2 separate regions of the Gossypium hirsutum genome follow, and region 2 is linked to region 1. A link is a contact called in public Hi-C data. All regions are on one chromosome and are shown on one strand. Each heading gives the region's core, a stretch centred on a gene start, on an enhancer-like site or on the middle of the called end of the contact. The rest is flanking DNA. Distances are from core to core; before and after follow the strand shown. Region 1 holds the start of LOC107903712 (auxin-induced protein 6B). Region 2 holds the start of LOC107893790 (30S ribosomal protein S31, mitochondrial).

The links. A called contact is a pair of places that touch in the nucleus more often than the background predicts.
Region 2: a contact with region 1 is called in a Hi-C map of leaf, with 2.5 times the contacts expected there. The contact joins the promoter of LOC107893790 here to the promoter of LOC107903712 in region 1. A contact is called at or near these places in 7 of 34 Hi-C or Micro-C datasets (callus and leaf).

The regions. Positions count from the first base shown.
Region 1 is chrA13:43,461,849-43,464,698 of Gossypium_hirsutum_v2.1, forward strand. It overlaps LOC107903712 (auxin-induced protein 6B), which reads right to left and starts at 1,420. Exons shown (of 1, transcript XM_016829857.2): 1 at 476-1,420. The coding sequence starts at 1,237. The coding sequence ends at 779.
Region 2 is chrA13:43,931,759-43,934,608 of Gossypium_hirsutum_v2.1, forward strand. LOC107893790 (30S ribosomal protein S31, mitochondrial) reads left to right here and starts at 1,353. Exons shown (of 1, transcript XM_016818885.2): 1 at 1,353-1,810. The coding sequence starts at 1,465. The coding sequence ends at 1,737.

The DNA.
Region 1 (2,850 bases), core at 170-2,669:
CATTTCAATTTTTACTTTTTACTATAATGGAAAACAACATTTAGCATCTCGTACCATTACTAAATTTCCTTTTGTCAATATACATCATCATTATCCAACTTCAATTTCAAACACCAAGGATCTTAACCATTTAATTTTGAAATTTTCACCAGGCAAGTTTGATAAATTTTGTATATTCTTACTAATTATAAATTTATTTTAATTGAATCAAAAATTATTTATTCTTAAGCATTGTGGTTCCATTTTAAAGTATTATTCTCTTAACCTCTTTTAATGATAATTGCATTGTGGGTATCTAAAATTGCAATGCTAAAAGGTTCAACCCATCATTTGCAATTATAATGTATACCTTGTAGCTTTATATAAGTGAAACTATAAAAAAAATTTTAAAAAAAATTGCAATGCTCATATAAATTACAATTTATATTATATTCTCTCACAAAAAAATAAAAATTAAAAAAAAACAAATTATATATAATATCTCTAAAATTTCAAAAAATAATAACTCAAAGTCATTGGATTTACAATATGGAAATAATAAATAAATTATGCTTAAGCTTCGTCACTCTTTTCCACTCGGGATGACTCGGTAAAAACAATCCCTCTTTGCCATCTCCTTCATAATCATTGTAAGGAAAAGAACTTCAAAATTACCCACTAATCACTCTAATAAATCATAATGAAACCTAATCAACTCAGTAAAACTGTTAGCGCTTCCAACTCTGGTTGAGTCAACCAAGGAGGATCTGTCGTTTTTATTATATGCTTGCATTAGCTTTTAGTACACTGATTTATCGGCGACCCCATGAAGCAACGGTCGAGATTCGCCTAAACCCCCGAGTTTATTCTTCATGCCGACTTGGCAGCATCTCTGAAGAACCTCGAATGTGGAGAACCGGCCCGAGTCGGATCGGGATACGGCTCGGAGAATCTCCTCGAACAACGACTCGTCGCATGGGATGGTTAACGGTCCAACGTTGTTGAAACCGTACTCCTCTTCAGTTTGTACCAGGAGTTTTCTGAACATGGGGTGGTTAAGGTACGTCGCGCGTACGATAAATCTCCTGAGACTGGTGCCCACGCAGACCGCCACGTGTCCAGCAGGAACATCTGACGGCGCGTGTCCGTTATTGTTGTTGTTGGCCGTTATCCGGGCATTCCTTCGCCACTGCTTCAGCATTTGTCGGATCCGAACTATCTGACGAATTTTCTGGCATTTTCCCATTCCGTGATACATTCTTTTCCCAAGGAAGTGACAGAAAATGAGCAAGGAACGTTAAAAGGAAAAGAGAATACTTTCCGAGAAAGTGAGAGAAAGAAAAAAAGTGCAGTAGAAGAAGGAAGTCTTCGGTGGCGTGAGAAAAAATAAAATTTACTTGTGAGTTAAAAGTTTAGGGCGGAGGGAGGTATTATAAGGTCAAGGATAAGAGATATTGCCCTTGGACTTTGAGATAATTACGAGATTGTGTCTGCTGTTTCCATGGGTATCATGGCCATGTGATCCACAGTAAGGTAATGGGACTTTAGCTAGCTTTAATCCATTTTTTAATTCATTAAAGCATAATTTCTTTAGTGTTTAGTTAGTTTCTTGATAGTGGTGCATTATCTATTTATATTATTATTTAAATTTCTGATTTAAAATTTAATTGAGAAATAATTATTAATCTTCATAGCGTTTGTGTGGACTTCAATTGAATTGAAAAGAAATTGATAAATTAAATTTAAGGTAAATTTATATTTTGATCATTTAAGTTGTTAGGCTATTAAAATTGTTGTTATATGACTTTTTTTTTATCACATTGTCTACACCAATCGAAACATCTCATTCCCTTTCTCTTTTATAGTTTAATTTTTTTTCATGAAACAATTTTTAATGTTGCTAATTTGTGAAGCAAAATTCAAACAGTTTTCTTCTCTAATTTTCAACATTGACTGTCAAATTAACTTAGAGTTAATGTATGTTATTATACTTGTCGAGCGTATTGATCCACCGTATCGATTGTGGAACTATCGCTTGAAACTTACTAGTTAGACTTTTAAAAAGAAAAATACTTAATAATCCGGTGACTTGAATAAAATCTTCCAAATAATTTAATGACTTAAACCAAAACTTTTGAAAATTTCAGTAATCAATTTTAGCTTTTTGAAGTTAAGTGACCAAAATATAAACTCATTAATAATTTAATAAACTTGGTAGTTTATAAAAAAAATATGAGCTAAATTAATAAAAGAAAGAAAAATATATTAGTAGGAGTATATAATTAAAAATGTAAAAAGAGACTTTCCTAATTTTGCTCATGATCCCGAGTTTTTTATTGTACATATTTTTTTATATTAATTTTAATAAAAATTGCATGAGAAGTAGAGAAAAATATACAAGGAATAAATAAAGTGAAAAAAAATATTCTAATTACTTTTATATAAATAAAACAAACTTTTAATTTTTAACTTAGCCTTAAATAAGTTATTAATATAAAAAAAACAAGTTTAAAGGGAAGATGAAACAAAATAAATAAATACTTGATATTTAATAAAAAAAAAGCAGAGAACTTTTTAAAAAGTGAACTAATATGAGATTTTTTTATTTTTTATTTTAAGTATTGTAACCCTTTTTGACATTTGGTTGATAGTTATAATGATATGATTGGATTAGATTCTGTGTGTCTTTAAAATACAAAAACCTTGTATCATGTCAAAATCCTACTACTAACCTCCTCCATGCAACTACATTATTTTCCACTAACAATATATATAGAGTTAATTAATTAAATCATAACTGGTTGCCTGTGCTAGCTACAAGATGATATTTATATGAATTATGAGCAAACAACAATGTTCATCATCTACGCC
Region 2 (2,850 bases), core at 103-2,602, 470 kb after region 1:
AATATTAACAACATAACAGTAAAATGGTAGCAAAATAGGGAGAAAATAACAAGAAAATAACATTAAAAAAAAGAGCATATTTTTTTGTCTTTTAGTGAATTCGGGCCAGGCTGGGCCGAGGCAAAAAATACCTTACCCGAGTCTCGGTCGTTTTTTAAACGGGCCTTATTTTTTATCCAAGCCCATTTTTTGGGCCTATATTTTTGCTCAAACCCTCCCACATTTTGGGTGGGCCTTCAGGCCTCGAGTGGCCCGACCCATAATTAGGTCTAATCTAATGAGATTATGTTATGATTTTTATTAATTCATATTTTAATAATAATTATATTAAAATATGATTAAAATTATTATTATTTTTATTAAATTATATTTAATAATAATCCTGTTAAAATTTAATAACAATAACAATAATTATCTACCTAAAAAAAATTCTGCTAATAGTACTTTGGTCATTTAAGCCTTTTTCCCTATGCTATTACAACATTTATTCCATTCAACCAAACACAAGAATACTATTACAACTCAATTCCATTCCATTCAATGAAACGATTGAATTACTGATTACAATTCTATTCTAGTGATCAATCGAGCTAACAATTATAATTCATAATTACTTTTAATTTTTTTTAAACAATCTCGTTATAAGTTTTGATCATATTTGTTCTTTTTTACACAATACCTAGAACTACCCATGCCCCTCTACGACCCATAAATAGGAAAATAATGCGCTTTATCACACTCGAACCCATATTCTATTGCATTAGCAACAATGCTCATACTAATTAAACTAAGACTCAATTAACTAATTATCTTTAAATTTTAATTACCTAAAAATAACTCTATAAATAGCGCCTTATCAACTTTCTAAATGAAAGTTAAACTTTTTTTTCTTATAGCTTTCATTAAGAAAAAAAGAAAAATTAATATTTTTGTTTTAAAAATGGGAACTTTACTTTCTTAGATTAATTTTAATTTTTAAATTAAAGATATTTCATTTATCAAATATTATTATTTTTAATTGATTCTAATATCAGTTATAATATTTTTAAATGTGATACTAATATTTTTATTTTTAAAATATTAAAAATATTAAAAACTTAAATGAACTAATTTAATAAATTTTAATTATTAAATACAAAAATTTCGTGCTTTACATAGATAAAAAAATAGTATATATATAAGTACTTGAATATCAAATTTTACTTAAAAGACATTATTCTTTTTTAAAAATATTTATGAAAAGGACTTAGTTAAAACAAAGTTTTTTATTTTATTTTATTTTTGAAAATTAAAAAAAAGTAAAATAGAGGTTACAAAAAAGTGGATTAAATGAAAGCAATGTAAAATGGGTCCAAATAGAAAAGAGGGTTGGTTAATAAGTAGCCCAAAATAAAATATAAAGCCTAATGATTCTATTTCTAGGCTTCTATTGTCTGCCTCCGTTACTGATAGATAGCCGTGGAAATGGCGATAATTCAGTGGTGCGGCACCGTAGCAACGAGAGTGGTGATGAAGCAGTGGCCTGCTCTATCATGGGCTTCGCCGATTGGAGTAATGGCGTCGCCGCCGGCACCGACCCTTTGCGGCAGAGGTGACAAGAAGACGAAGAAAGGGAAGAGATTCAAAGGATCGTACGGGAACGCCAGACCCAAGAAAGAGAAGAAGATAGAACGTATCAAAGACAAGGTCGAAGTTCCCAGGTCTACCCCTTGGCCTCTCCCCTTCAAGCTCATCTGATTATTTTTCAAAAACTATGCTTTTTTTTCTCTTTTGTAATAGCTGTAATAATAAAGCAAAAACTTTTGTACAATTTTCAGGGTTTTTGTTATTAGTAGCTTTGCTTTTATATTTGTTGGTTTAAGTTCTAGAAACAATTTTAAGTGTTTTGAATGGTTGTTGCATAAGAGCCAGAGAAAACCCTAATTATTATATGCAGCAATTATTAATAGTTGAGGAAGCAGAGCCCCTAGGAAACTGTGAGTCTTTTTCAGATAAGCTGAATTAGGAGTTAGAGTGGTCTTGAGTAAGATACCATTCATGAGTTGAAAATTGGGAATTTAGGAGTGAGATGATGGTTCTTCATGGTAAATGATTTATGGTTTTAGGAAGAACCAGTTTTACGGATGTTTACTTGAATGCATGTCCCTGGTTTAATTCAAGGGCTTGGTTTTCATCTGCTGCAACATAAAGCATGGCCTCAGAAAACGTTTAGGTTAGGAGAGGCAATTCCGGTTTCCATAGGCCTCATAGATAGATCACCCATCAAATGAGGTTGCTGCCCAGAGTACTGAAATTCTAGTGCAGACCCTAAACAGTCAAATAATGAACCTTTGAAGATATATCTCGGATCCAAATTTTTGGAAGGTATGTCATATTTCATAATAGCTATACTGGATATAGGTTTTTTTTAAAAAAAAAAATTGTTTCATAGTTAATCTGATTTAGAATAAGAGAGGAGAGATCATTTACCTTTTGCTAAAAATCAACATTTGCAAACCCCTGCATTACTTTGTTGCCTGTGTTTCCCAAAGTTACATGTGAGCTAAGGAACAAAGCATCTGCCTCAGAGCTCAAGGTTCAAGTGACTCAATTCTCCTTTAATCTCTGTAGAATGTCAAGTAAAAAACACTTCAAAACCTGCATTAGCGCATGATGAAACCCAGTTTCATGTCTTCAATCTTTTCTATGGTGAAGGGTTCCAAGATTCGAAATACAAATAAATTGGTGGTGACCCTATTTGAAGTCATTAAGATTATAGTGCCTGCTCTCCCCTGACCATTGTCAACCAGATCACTGACATTGTGATAACAGTTAATGAGTCCCGACTTGAGAGAGCTTAACCCCAAAATG